4 separate regions of the Rattus norvegicus genome follow, and all the other regions are linked to region 2. Evidence: chromatin contacts called from public Hi-C data. All regions are on one chromosome and are shown on one strand. Each heading gives the region's core, a stretch centred on a gene start, on an enhancer-like site or on the middle of the called end of the contact. The rest is flanking DNA. Distances are from core to core; before and after follow the strand shown.

Evidence for each region. A called contact is a pair of places that touch in the nucleus more often than the background predicts.
Region 1: a contact with region 2 is called in a Hi-C map of liver, with 5 times the contacts expected there. The contact joins the enhancer-like site here to the promoter of Plpp3 in region 2. A contact is called at or near these places in 5 of 12 Hi-C or Micro-C datasets (hepatocytes, kidney, liver and 2 more) and 1 of 1 datasets of contacts at active chromatin or transcription factors (oligodendrocytes).
Region 3: a Hi-C map of psoas muscle shows a contact between it and region 2, with 2.2 times the contacts expected there. The contact joins the enhancer-like site here to the promoter of Plpp3 in region 2. A contact is called at or near these places in 4 of 12 Hi-C or Micro-C datasets (frontal cortex, liver, mammary epithelial cells and 1 more) and 1 of 1 datasets of contacts at active chromatin or transcription factors (oligodendrocytes).
Region 4: a Hi-C map of psoas muscle shows a contact between it and region 2, with 4 times the contacts expected there. The contact joins the enhancer-like site here to the promoter of Plpp3 in region 2. A contact is called at or near these places in 4 of 12 Hi-C or Micro-C datasets (kidney, liver, mammary epithelial cells and 1 more).

What each region holds. Positions count from the first base shown.
Region 1 is chr5:125,558,848-125,562,245 of GRCr8, reverse strand. No RefSeq gene overlaps it. Among named protein-coding and RNA genes, the nearest start is that of Rpl32l3, 310 kb to the left of the region's middle. Within about 2 kb of position 1,810, at least 9 of the 93 cell types and tissues checked have an H3K27ac peak or open chromatin away from gene starts, as enhancers often do.
Region 2 is chr5:125,154,000-125,157,424 of GRCr8, reverse strand. It overlaps Plpp3 (phospholipid phosphatase 3), which reads right to left and starts at 1,425. Exons shown (of 6, transcript NM_138905.2): 1 at 870-1,425. The coding sequence starts at 1,008.
Region 3 is chr5:125,623,488-125,626,922 of GRCr8, reverse strand. No RefSeq gene overlaps it. Among named protein-coding and RNA genes, the nearest start is that of Rpl32l3, 250 kb to the left of the region's middle. Within about 2 kb of position 1,887, at least 15 of the 93 cell types and tissues checked have an H3K27ac peak or open chromatin away from gene starts, as enhancers often do.
Region 4 is chr5:125,419,461-125,423,219 of GRCr8, reverse strand. No RefSeq gene overlaps it. Among named protein-coding and RNA genes, the nearest start is that of Plpp3, 270 kb to the right of the region's middle. Within about 2 kb of position 1,904, at least 4 of the 93 cell types and tissues checked have an H3K27ac peak or open chromatin away from gene starts, as enhancers often do.

The sequences.
Region 1 (3,398 bases), core at 561-3,060, 400 kb before region 2:
TAGACATATGTATGTATGTATTTATGTGTATATATTTATAATGTGGGGTTTAGGTCATGGTCTCAGATAGGGGATCATGAGAGAGGAGGAGGAGCTCTTAAGAGAGGCAAGAAATAGGGTAATGGCATTGATACAATAAGAGGGAGGCATGGAAAAGTAACTGGAGAAGCAATGGATCCACCCGAAGTGGAAGAAGGAACATGGCAAGGACAGCAGGAAGGCAGAATGAATTTGAACACAGTGTAATTCTGCCAGGGAACTGACTGACTGCTGGTCTCAGATGGCCTCACTTACATATTTAGCATCTGGCACCAGCTGTCAGCCAAGAACAAGTTAATTTCTCTCAATGTGAGGAGACTGTGCCTCCCACAGATATGTGGAAAGTGCGTCGCTAGTTTTAGTTGTCACCGCTGTGTGGAAGAGGACAGAGATGCTGCTGAACATAACATCATCCACAAGTCAGCCTCCTGCAATAGGAAGGTACCTAGCCTAAAATCGTACATTTACATACAATATCTTCCTTGTGTTTATAATAACCATAGCAGATGGGTGGCACCCTCATTATCTATGAATGAGAGAGTACCACTCTGAGGAGGTAAATAGCCAGCAGGAGTTCATAGTAGCAAAGGGAAGAGCTGGGCCTAAATGTGCACATATGGTGACTCTTAAAGAATACAATGGAGCTGAACATCTCACTTAGAATGTTGACCTCCATAGAAGATCCAGTTTTCTAACCAGTAAGACACACCCAGGCAACAGTCCAAACTTCTCATCTTCTGTTTTCTTAGTCAAATCCCCTAGAAACAGAGTCCAAAGCAAGGACTCAAGGTTTGCGCTTTATGGAGAAGGCCCAGTCCTGGGATTGCAAAACTGAGAAGAAGAGAAAGTGAGGCAGAGAAGAGTGGGAAGCAGCTCAAGGTAGGTTGTTCTAGCGAGAATGCCTGCCCACATGGGGAGCTAAACAGTTGTGTGCTGTGGACAGTGCTCTCTGGTTTAGGCTGCTGGAAAGAGGACGGAAAAAAAACCACAGGTTGTGGTTTGTGCTGTACAGTGCTACCCTCTCTGATACTCACTTGCTCACACTCAAAAGTTACATCACCTATTTCCTGTAACGGAGACTTTGGGAGCCATGCCTTTCGTACAATTTGGTCTTCTGAGTCTAAGAGTGCTATGGCCTTGGGTCGAGGGTCAAGAAAGCACTAATCAGTGAGGTTCTCATCCTCTGCACCCACCCAAGTACAGGAACTCTGAACTCATTGGTTTGACATAGTTAACAGTTTTTCCCCAGATTAATTGTCCTTCACAGAAAGTATTTCTTGGATAAGCAGTAAATATTAAAAACCAAAGCCCCTTATTAAGAGAAGGATGAATATCACAGGAGAGACTGAAGCCAAGGAGGTATAGTGGCATACACCTAATATTCCAATGCTGAGAGGTTGAAGAATTGCAGTAGGAATCAGGCTACACAGTGAGCTCAAGGCAAGCCTGAGAATAGGTGGCAAGGCATGATACTTATCTGTTTTGCCTCAAGACAGTGCTGCCCATATTTGGGGGGAAACCCTTCCTTCCCCTCCTTACCTCCGAAGTCATCTGTTCTCCAGAGTCAATGGCTTCAGATTTGGAATATCACTGATTGGGAAGCTATCCCAAGTCATCTCACAAATCTATTGTCCAAATCCTCGTTAAAACAGCACATGAAATGTTGTTCTGGGAAATGAGCATGATGACTCAGATGTATGTGTACATCAATGAGAACAGGACTGGCCAGTGTCCCTCAGGTCACTGCATTCCTAATAAGCTAGCTGGGGACCACATTTGCTAGTTGGCAGACACAGAACATCATTGCCTCACACTGTCCACTAAATCTCTTCAGTTTGTTTCACAGGCAGCGAAAAGGCTTCTCTTTCTCTCTACTCTGACCTCCCCTTGATTGCTTGGACTCAGCTCACACACTTAACGTCATTGAATTTATTCTGAGATTGCACAACCCTAAGTGTTCAGGGTGTGCATTTCTGGGTAGTCCATGTGCTCACTGGTGATTGTAGAATATAAAATAGTAAATCTCACTAGAGGGCTCATTCAGCTAGGTGAAGCAAGCAAATGAAAAGTGGTCAGGTAAGATCCAAACCTGTGAGGCAAGAACTCTGTTGAGCTGGGAATTCATTCAGAAGACAGCTTTTCTTAGCTTGACCTAGCTGCTGCCATGCAAAATGAAGACCAGAGTTGATAGGTCTTCTGGCTTAAAAAAAAAAAAAAAAAAAAAAAAAAAAAAGCAAGTTGAAAGTCTGTATATTTGCTGGATATACTCCATTTTTTGTTGGCCCCCTAATTCACAAAATTTTAACATATAGTATTGGCCAAAAAAATAATAATAACAATAAATTAAAGAATCTGTAGACTGGGTTCAGCTCACGACAGGCTTCAAGTTTGCAAGCTTCCCCTGTGGGGATTGAGGACTTACTCAGTACTGGTTTTAATCAGACAAAAATGCAAAATGACTTACATTATCTCGGATTTAAGACCATGGCATTTATTTTCAATACTCCCTTGTTAATCACAGGCTCGATACTTTTAAAGCCAAAAGAATCCTTAGGGTTACACTGTTTAGTCTTTTTGTTTCACGGAGGAGGAACGTGTGATTCAGAAACAAGAAGTCACTTGAATTTTAGATAAATTTCTGAAAAACAATTGTAAAAGCTCAGATTCCTAGGAGTGGAATGATCCATTCTGGTCCACTGAGTCTGGGTTTCTCAATATGAGCACTAGTGCTGCTTTAGAACAGAATTGTTGACACGGGCGAGGCTGAGACTCAAGTCTCTTAATTCTTAGCACAATGTCCTCCTTCAAGCCTGAAGGTCTTTCTTATTATTATTATCTTAATTTATATTCATTATTACTGTGTGTGTGTGTGTGTGTGTGTGTGTGTGTGTATTCGAGTGTGCGTGTGTGGACTTGCCATGGTAAGCAAATGGAGGTCAGAGAATAAATCGTGGGAGTCAATTCTCAACTTCTCTCATGTGAATTCTAGAAATCAAACCCAGACATCAGGCTTTGTATAACAAATATCTACCCACTGTGTCATCTGCCCAGTCCTCAAGCCTGAAGATCTTAACCATGAGTCTTTAAATAAGGAAGTAGTCTGAAACTGCATGCTTTTGATGAAAAGACTAGGCCATTGCCCAGAGACCCAGGGCCTAACACTGGCAGATTAGGTCATCGATTCTAAGCTCGTGTATTTACTAGTTTGCACCACTGACCAAATGAACCTTCTACATCTTTGTTTATCACTTTACTTGAAAATTAGGTTGTAAAAAGGATATAGTGCTTACCACATAATAGTACATTGGCATTCTGTTACTATTAATCTTATTTATTAACTGGTCCTGGAATCAGTACAC
Region 2 (3,425 bases), core at 176-2,675:
CGCTTTAAAGGAAAAAGTCCCATTTTTACTTCAACCCTGGAACTATGGTGGATTTACGTCAATTGCTTCTCTCTTCCCCCTAGCCTGGTTCAATAAATCCTTCTCTCTTTCCCACTCCAATTCCTGTGCCTCCGGCTGCCCCTTTCAGCTGAAGTTTTCATCTGTTCTGATAAACAGAACGCTAGGGCCTCAACTTTGAGGCAGTGTAGCTCAACTGTGGCCCCCAAGCAAGACTGTGACTGCCTTTCTTTCAGTGGCCTCCCGGCACAAGTGAGCTAGTTTAAAACTGATGCCCGCGAAGCGGTCTATCATCCGGCACACAGTAGGCGCTCAACAAGTGATGTGCTCCTTGTAGCCCAGCACCTGGGTAGAGCCACGTTCCACCCTCTGCGGCTTTCAGCCAAGCGAGTAGCGAGTGACAAGGCCAGCTAGTGCGACTGGCCCTGCAAGGCAGCGCGACGGAAGGGGTGGATGTTTACATGCAGCCGGGGCCAGCAGCGCCACTCCGGTAGGAGCCCGCCTTGCCGGGAGACCGAGATGGGTCTCACTCGCGGACGCAGGGCGGAGAGCCACAGGTTTCCTCCAGATCTTGGAGCTCGAGCTCACACCTCCTTAGGGGTGATCTTCAGCTGGGAGTCCGTCACCCCTAAGGAGGTGGTTCCAGCTACCGCGAAAGCACAAGCACGCCCCAACTTGAAATCGCAGGCCGGGATTGAAATTGGGGTCCGGGAGGGCGGGGAGCTCGCGGCCAGCACGGCGCCCGGTGGTGGGGGAGATGGCTGCGGGACCCTGGGGGCTGACAGCGCGGCAGGGCCCGGGGTCGGGGGCCGGGAGGGGGGGTTGGGTGGGACTGGTGGGGCTGCGCTCACCCATGAAGAGGCAGAAGAGGTCGAGGCAGATGAGCAGCACCCGCTTGCTGCCGCCTTTCCTCGGGTTGTTGTTGAGCGCCGGGCTACCGCCGTTCTTACTCTCAGGGACGATCGCCTTGTCGTACTTGTAGCTTTGCATGGCGCTGGCTGCGGGGAGCCTCCCGGGGCGCTGCGGGCCGCCGCTGCTCAGGAGCGGATCTGCGGGCTCGGGACGCGGCGGCGAGTGTACAGCCCGGCCGAGTAGCTCCAACTGCAGACGCGGGTAGGTTTCCCCCTGAGCGCCTCTGCTTTCCTCTCAACCCCAAACTGTTCGCTAGTCCAAAGGGAAGAGAGCCAAATCCCGAGCAGGAACTTTTGCAAAACTGTGCTGTCCCGGACGCGCCGGGCTGGCGTGCGTCTGCGTGCTGAAGTTTGCGAGTGGGCAGCGTCGGCGTCCGGCCACGATCCTCCGCAGCTACTTAATGAATGGAGCAGCGCGGAGCCCTGCAACTCCGCAGCGTCCTGCAGCTAGCTCTCCACAGCGTCTGCCCAACTCCAACTCTGCCTCCTCCTTCTGCTCCTCCTCCTGCTGCTGCCGCCCGGGCTGCCGCTGTGATCGCTCGGTTTGTTTTCTGAGCTTATATTTCACGAGCGCCTTTAAAAGGCGAGGGGGGAGGAGAGGGACCTCCTTACTTGGCTCCAACAGGGTTCTGAAAGCACAGCCCCTTCCTTAAGCTGCCTAAAACGTAGGATAATTAAGGCCACATTTCCCCCACCCCCTTTCAAAAAAAAAAAAAAAAAAACCTGAAAGAAAAAGTTGCTCTCAAACCAGAGAATCCGGGAGCCCCTAGCGTTCAGAAACTCCAAAGCATCACAAAAGGGGGGGAAAACCATATAAATAAAAAGAAGCACTTTCTTGCTGGCCTTTGATTAGATGTGGGGAGAGGGTCGGTGGGAGGTCTACAATACTAAAATGCTTGCTTGCCTGCTTGCTTGCTTGCTTGCTTTATTTATTTATTTATTTATTTATTTATTTATTTATTTATTTACAAATTTCAGCCTTGAGTTGAATTATCCTAAAAATACAATTTTCAATTTAAGGTGGGTTTGTTGTTTTGGTTTTAACGTTCAGCACCGGATAGTTGTGTTAGATTCGGAAGATCCTGTGGTGTAAAAGATTCCGGAGCCAGACCCACCCTTCCCCACCGTCCCACCCACCCACCTCTGCTCTAGAATCCTGACTATGTCTCTGTGCCTTCATTTCCCAGCGAGTAGACTGCAGTCACGGAAGTATTTCTCCCCAGGCAGTCATGGTGGGGGAGATAACTGATTATTTCACACGCGCTTCTGTAAGAGAGCTTGTACACCAGAAGAGCTTCGTAAGTTGGGCCAATACTTCTATTTCTGAATTGGAAAACCAAAGCCAAGCCCACCCCCCTCTGCTAGTCCAGCTGGCCTCCAGCATACCCCAGCCTATTTGGCCTTGACTTTCAAGGAATCTGCTGTTTCCCCTTGAATGTGCTGATGATCCTCATGATGTTGATTACTTTTATATGAGTTGATCCCCACCCTCACCCCACCCTGGTCAAGAAAGAGAATTAACATTTGAAAGGCCCTTACACCTTCAATAGTATCTAGCCTGAGCGTACTACAATGTACAAAAGCACATTTCTTCCAAGGGTCGTTATAATACCGAGATGGAAATGGTTCCACCGTTCTAGCATTGTTGTTGTTTGTTTGAGACAGGGTCTCTCTATCTTTATATAGCCCTGGCTGCCTTAGAACTCACTTTTAGACCAGGCTGTCCTCAAACTCACAGAGATCTGCCTGCCTCTGCCTTTCGAGAGCTGGAATTAAAGGCAACTGGTTCTAGCTTTTAAAAAAAAGATGACTTATGTATATATTATTCTATATCAATCCGTACAGATTAGTGTTTTGCCTGCATGTATGTCTGTGCACCATGTGCTACCCACAAAGGCCATAGGGCTGTCAGATCCTGGAACTGGAGTTACAGATGTTTGGGAGCCAATGTGTGGATCCTGGGAACCAAATCTGGGTCCTCTGAAAGAACACTAATTGTTCTTAGTCACTGAGCCATCTCCCCAGCTCCAAGTTCTAGCTTTTGGATACGCAGTACAAATCTGACTGCCTTATTGAACCATTCTGTAACTCTGTATCCCACCGTCAGCCCCCTGGAGCATCCCTTTCACTGCACAGCCCTGCCTCCTACCCTTCTGCCTATGTTATAAGCCTTCCTCCCAACTAGCGAACCATTTCCCCTCTGGTGCACCCCGATCTTTCACCCTCTCTCCTTGTCCTGCTTGATTCCTGCACAGAATTAATTTTACCTTCAATGTTCTGTCTAGGCCACTCTTGTCACACTCACTCTAATTTGGTGTGGGCTAAAAAAAACTAGTCATTTGTATAAGTGGCCTCTGATTAGGGGCCATTGATGACCCTCAAAGAGACTCTTTAGTTCTCTGGGTTTGAGGTATGCTGAATTAAGCTCACACTGGAACTAATTAGCAATGAGACCAGCAAGGAAAGGTAAAGTCCTGTCTTCCGAAAGCAAACTGC
Region 3 (3,435 bases), core at 638-3,137, 470 kb before region 2:
AACTTAGTGCTACAGACAGAGCCCAGAGCGTTTGATTGAAAATGTCCAGCCCTCTGCAGGATGCTGGGCCCCAGTAGGAGACAGAGCCAGGAGGGCCAGGTGCATTGTAAACACTGCTTGTTCCCATGACCCCCAGGGAGCCTTGCCTCCTTTGCCCTTGACAAGTCCATAAAAATTATGTGCCAGAAGAAAAAAAAAAAAAGAACAAGAATTTGTTCATATCAGAGAATTTTGTTCCTTGGCTATTTCCTTTGTGGGTAGAACAAATATCAGAAGGCTCAAGTTGTGCTTGGCCATTTATACCGTATGCCTCTCCCAAGGCTTTCGGCCTAATTAATATGCAAAGTGCGCGATGAGGCAGAAAGTGGCCCTGGAAACATCCTTTCTTTGGCTGCTTTATTTATTGCATTTCATTCCATTGTTTTGTTTATGCAGTCAATATCTCTCCTCTTCCCACAAAGAATTTGGGATAGCTTGCAAAAATGTGTCAATAAAAAAATAAATAAATCTCCTTATGTCATTGGAAGAAGCAGATCCAAGTTCCTCTAAATTTGAGCAGGGTGGAGAGGAGCTGTATTCCTACTCTGGGTGGAGGCCGAGTCCCACTTGCCAGGAAAGGAATTACGGCGGGTGTTTTTCCTACCTTTTAATCGAAGGGATCGATGATATCAGAAATCCTCGTCATGGCTGTTTCTGTGCTTTCAAAGTGCCATCCTCTCCAGGACAGTCCTCCCTGAGATGCTGGGACTTCTCCCACAGTTTCTCAAATGTGACCGCTGCAGACTTTGTGGCTTGCCCCAGGCAGCTGTAAGGAACTCAGTTCTCTCTGCACCTGCTAACAGTGTGTCTATTAACATCATTTAAATTTTGCCTGCCTCTCCAACTTCCCACTTTATAGTGAGCGTATTCTAGCTTCTCATGTAATCTCCAGAGCAGTCTTTCAAAGTAGATGTGTTTGCTCCTCTTGTTTTAAAGTTGAATGGAGGGGAGAGTAGGGGGTGGGAGTCAGGGGGTGGGGGGAGGTGAGCCACAGAGGTACAAAGTAACTTGCTTGGTGCTACAGAGTAAGTGGCAGAAGTCGGGAATTGTGTCCAGGGTAAGTGGTTGCAGGATCCTTACCATTATCCATTAGGGGTATAGGGGCTCCCAACATCTTGTGCAGAAGGTGATTCTTGCTCTTTGAGGCTTTTCCTGGAGCTAGTGAGATGGATCAATGGTTAGGTGCATTGACTGCTCTTCCAAGAGGACCTGGTTTAGTTTCCAGCACCACCATGGAAGCTCATAAATACTAACTCTAAGATTAATAAAACATCTGCTCCAGTTGAAGTTCAGTTCAACCAAGCTTGAAAATTAGCATACATGTAGGGCTTTGTTCAGGCGCATTGGCATTCTTTGTGGGTGGCATATACAGAAAGGAGGAAAGAGATGTAGGGTTCAGCAGCTCAGGAAGCTAACTTACGCCACTTTTGCAAAAGTGAGGCAGTTGACCCTTTAGAAAAGTATGGGATTGGTTTTGCCTTTCTTACACATGCTGAGTCTGGATGAGGGAAAATGTGAAGAGAAGACTCAGTAAGGACACAAGGAGCTGATGCTGACACCCATATTTAACATACTCCCTACACCTGAGGTAGAGAGCTACTCATCATTGTATCTATGCAGGTCCCAGCCTTTAAAAGCCCAGCACCTTCACCCCCAGGTAGGATAATTAAGGCTCACTTAGCAAAGCAAAGAAACACAACAAAGGTCAACTGAGCTGGCATTGGACTTCACGGTTGCTGACTGCAAAGGCTATTTCTTTTCTACATTAAGCCACCTCCCTCAGGCACATTATAAACTGTATGACAGCATGTATGTGGTAATCTTTTGAAGACCAGAAATACACACTCCTAGAACTGAATCTCTTCCAGAACTGCACATTCTCATCTTCTCCCAAACAACCAACTCCCTCGGAGCCAACACACCCACTTGTTCTCATTTTCCAAATGTTTACTTGGATGTAGTCACCAATTACATACTGGGTAGATGTCATCTGGAAAAGAAGTCATGGTCATTGTCAGGGAGAGAGAGAGAGAGAGAGAGAGAGAGAGAGAGAGAGAGACAGAGACAGAGACAGAGACAGAGACAGAGACAGAGACAGAGACAGAGACAGAGACACAGAGAGAGACAGAGAGAGACAGAGAGAGAGACAGAGAGACAGAGAGAGAGAGGAGAGAGAGAGACAGAGAGAGAAGAGAGAAGAAAGAGAAAGGAGAGAGAGGGGGGAAGAAAGAGAAAGAGGAGAGAAAGGGGGAGAAAGAGAGGAGAAGGGGGAAAGAGATGGGGGGGGGGACTATGTTTCTCAAATAGGGCTTGATGTTAACCAAGAGTTGAAGCTATTATCTCAAAACAAAACACAAAAAGGCATTTTTTTCCTCCGAATATGGTGCATTGCCTCAGGGCTATCTATCGGGGGCTGCCTAAGGTGAAAACTACTTTCACAAACATGGAAAGAAGTTGTTGCTTTCCTCATTTTGTCAAAAAGCTTGTAGACACCGAGGGAACCACACCAGCAACAGGTAAATCCAGAAGGAGTGCGATTGCTGGTGCTTCAGTGGGAATCGGGGCAGGGACACCAAGCGCATTAACAGTGTTGTCATTTAACGCAATGTGCCTATGGTTTGAGAACAAAGGAAAAAAGCAACTTCTCACTAAGACACCATGCATGGGGTGATGAAAACACTAATTTTATTGCTTGAACAACTGCAAACTCTGGCTATTTAGAATTGAACACATGCCATATACTTTTTCTCAAAAATTAACCAAAAGATCCTGTCATTTCAAGGAAAACAACTCATGGTCTATTTGCTGATGATTCGATCCAAGCTCTCAGACAAAAGCTAAAGTCCTAGAAAACTTGCATCTGCCTTCCTGAACTCAACATTGCACAAACACAGACCTCTCTCTTGGATGAGATTGATGGTGATAATAAGGAATGTGATTTTTTTTGACATTGTATAATGAAATAAGTCAACGTTTGGAAGATCTACATAATTCAGTTCACTGATATTTTCCATATGGCCAGTACATGCTGTTCCAAAATTATATATGAGCAAAACAATCCCTTCAAAGGAAAAAGGATACCAATAGATTATATTGCAGCTAAATACGAAAAGCTCATCTTTGTGGCTTCAGATTTCAAATGACAACTCACCTGTAAAAATTTACCAGATGTCACATTTTGGGGTAGAATTAAGGAATACTCATAATTATTCTCAAAGAATTATAAATTATCTAAAAATGATTGTAAAGCAATCGTAATTCTTATCTAAGTTTTTATCTGTGTGAGGTTAGCTTTTCTTTGTAGACTACATATACTGCTTTGCTCAATGTCAGACTGCAGAACTAGCCAGGGGACCTGTGTGTCTTTGGCGAAATCTGTCATTAGATGTTTGCAAA
Region 4 (3,759 bases), core at 655-3,154, 270 kb before region 2:
ACTAGTTTCAGGGTCTAGAGAGACTGCTCAGTAGGGCAAGCCTTTTGATGCAAGCATGAAGGTCAAAGTTCAGATGTCCGGAGACCACATAAAGGCCAGGTAGGTGTAGGAACCTGCCTGTAAACCCAGGGTAGGGACTCTTTGGAGCAAGCTGGCTAGCCACACTAGCCAAGATAGCGGGTGGGATCCAGGTTGAGCAAGAGTTCCTGCTTCAATATAGGAAGTGGAAAGCAATGAAGGAAGACACTCATGCACATGCGTGTGCACAACACACATGTATGCCGACACACATATGAATATGTATCACCACACACACACACACACACACACACACACACGCGCGCGCGCGCGCGCGCACGCACACACATAAACATAAAGGACAGCTTGCTGGCTGTGGAAAGACGATGTGCCATGACCTCTATAGCTTTGCCCCTGCTCCTCTCTGCAAGTCTCTGCCTACTGGGCTTCACGTGTTCCTCCAACTCCCTATCAATGTGGTTTTGTAGAGCCTGTCCTGTAAAGAGAGATCTCAGTGTGTGCTTTGTGGTTTCTTCTGACCACCTGGTCACATTAACTAGAAACACAAAACGAGCACATAATAGCATCGATAGAATCGTCTTACAATGAATGTGTCACAAAGAGGCAAAGAAAATAGAGGGAAACAAACAAACAAAACAAAACCACCCGGAAGAATCTGGAAAGGTTTGCTGAAGGAGAGGTCTGGGATTGACGCTAGGAAAAGGAGCACAGCATGTCAGAGCAGACCAGTGTAGGAAAGGTCCCAGTAGAGAAGGCAGGAGGTCATTGGTGAGAAGGGGCAGAATCTTTCATTCAGAACCATGACCCATCTTCTTCCCAGACATCAGTCAAATAAAAGGCTTTTAAAAAAGCAAAAAAAGCTTCGGTCTCCAAGTCCTCTCTGTACAATGTTATTTTACCCCTTGTTATCGCTAACTATTCAGGAGTGCCACAATGATTAACCAATGTTTCTTCAAACTCCATACTGATAAGGCTTGTGTTTGAGATGCAAACCCTGAGTGCTGTTTATTCAGTGGGACTTGGGAAGAAGCCGGAAACTCATCATTTAATAAGGGCCCCCAGGAGAATCTCATCTTTGGAAAACTCTGACAAAGGCAGGGCTAGCTAGACCCTGAAGTCCAGCACTCGTCCCAAACCCTGTGAGGAGGAGGTAGATTCCAATCGCAGTGGGCCAGCCTCCTGATCCATTAACAGTTAAACTGGGTTAGCTGCTACTCTATTCCTGAGAGAATGTGACTTTTCTGCTCCAGGTCCCTCCCCAGTATTCCTATCTTTGCCCTCTCAATCCAGAAAGGTGGATATTTTCTCTGTGCTACAGACACAGAAACCAATGAGCAAGGGGTTTGGAAAAGTTGCAGATAACTAGTTTGTAAACAACGGGGTTGGAATTCTAATCAAATACTCTGGAATCCAAACCCTTGCCATCTGCTTGGTCCCTGGGAAGGTAGAGTCTGCCTTTCCAGAAGGAGTCTGAACAAGTTCTAGCTGTGGTTGACTTCTGCAAGCCCCTGCCCAGGAGCATACCCATTTTACAATGACCTCACTCTGACCTCTGGCACCCCCACCCCACCTGCTTTATCCTAAGCAGCCATCCATAAACATCCTGTTTGTGTCTTGCCACTCTGTTGCAATTTTCCACCCGGATTATTTGTGGCTATAACAAGCAAGGCCACGCCAACCTCTGGCATTAAAAGAAGCATGAGCTTTCATTCCTGAGGTAATGAGACCATTTTTTCCAGGTTCCTTCCTCTAAAGTTCATGAACTTAATAAAAAAGTAAAATAAGACCCAGCTCTATTACAGTGCAGATCAGTGCAGCAGGAAGCCAGGGCTGATTGAGGAAAGGCAGTGCCTGGAGGGAGAAGGAAGCCAGGGCCATTGCTTTACCTTCCACCCAGTCCTGAGGGCGCTTCTGTAGAAGACCTGAGCAGCCTCCAAGCATCCTAAGTAGCACCTCCCAGGAGACCATCAATAAGATCACAGGAACAAAATGGACCTTAAGATACAGACAGTTACATTTCATCTCTCTTGAAAATTAACTTCTGGGAAAGGCTGACAGTTAGCTCTTCAAAGTAATGAGGAATGCAGGTACACCCAACCTCGCACCCCAGGCATCCTGAATAGAACAAATGACCCAGGAGATGAGGAACACAGGCAGTGCTTTTTCTGCTTTGTCATTCTCTTGCTTCTAGAAGCTTCTTAATGTCAAATTCTCAATGCCAACTCCGTCAGTGTTTCTGTAGCTGCCAAGTGCACAGATTGTCTTACAATAGTTCTTGTCCCCATTCCAAATTATCCTTCCTTGGAGACACTTCCCAAAGTCCATTATTCCAACATAGCACTCCAACCTTGGGAAGTTCACTACTGATGAAAATCCTTAGTAGTTCATTGCCAAGAGTACGGTGGCTAATGCAACAAGATTTTGCAGTGGAAAGCACAGGACTCAACTACAAATACAGCATGGGAGGAGCAAAGTGAAAGTTGGTGACTGGAAAATGATTAAGATAAATACTATGAGTGAAGGGAGACTCCGGCTAACTGAATATTCTTCCTAGCCAGACATTAACTGGGAGGGGGGAGTCTAGAGAGAATGAAACTGGTAAGACACTGAAGGTGATCAGAAGTGGAGGAGTTGAGGGTAGTTCTTGGCAAACTAACTCAAGGGGTATACAGACAAGGAGAGAGAAAGTTCAGGAGCTGGGCTGAAGTTAGGTCAAGTCTCTTTGTTAGTCTTTCTGGGCTCCTCCAGGGCAGTGGTTCTCAACCTTCCTACTGCTGTGACCCTTTAATACAGCTCCTCATGTTGTGATGACTCCCCGCAACCCCAACCCCAACCATAAAATTTATTTTTGTAGCTACTTCATATCTGTACTTTTGTCACTGTAATGAATCACAATGTAAAAACCTGATATGCAGGATATCTGATATGCTACCCCCCAAAGGGCTCTCAATCCACAGATTGAGAACCATTGCTCCAGTGACAGGATTTCCCATTGTTCTCTTTACTCAGAAAACTCATTCTAACCCTCAGTTGAGCAGACCTCAAGACTCCTGCCTGGTTTTTTCTTTCCATAGGCTGTGTCTCCCCTCCTTCCTTGTCCAGTCTACATGGTCCTCCCAAGAGTCTACAGAACTTCAGTTTTCGCCACCTCTCCTTTGGTCCTACTCTCAGGAACACAAAAACTACTTAGCAGTCTCTTTTAGCTTCAATCTACCTCTCAAGGTCAGAATGAGGGCCACATGCCAAAGGATTCTTAAACCTCTAGATAGCTGTGTGACACACCTGGGCACTCTGTAGACACTCTTACCAGCCAAGGCCATGTTTGCCATCAAGCAGGCTTGCACTTGAATCCCGGCAATAGCTGTGTGCCCTGAGCCAAGTCTGGCATCGTGCAATAAAACAGAAAACTCTTCTGGTCATAGAGAAGATTTAGAAACGAAGATGTCAACAGCCTATTAGAGGCATTGTGCTTGCCTTAAATGAAAATGGTATGTCTGGGCTACAAGGCCTCTTCTCGTTGCCCACAGACTAGGTGGTTTTGAATCAGAAACTTCACTCATTGGAATCAGAGGAACTCCCCTGATGACAGGTTTAAGACCTGCTAGGCTCCCAAAACCTGGGCAATTGCCTCCTAATTCTCAGCTAAGACCACTGAGAAGATTGCAGAGAGATTCAGGAAATAACAATCAGGCATTCCGAAAGCCTGGAAGGTTTTTGTGT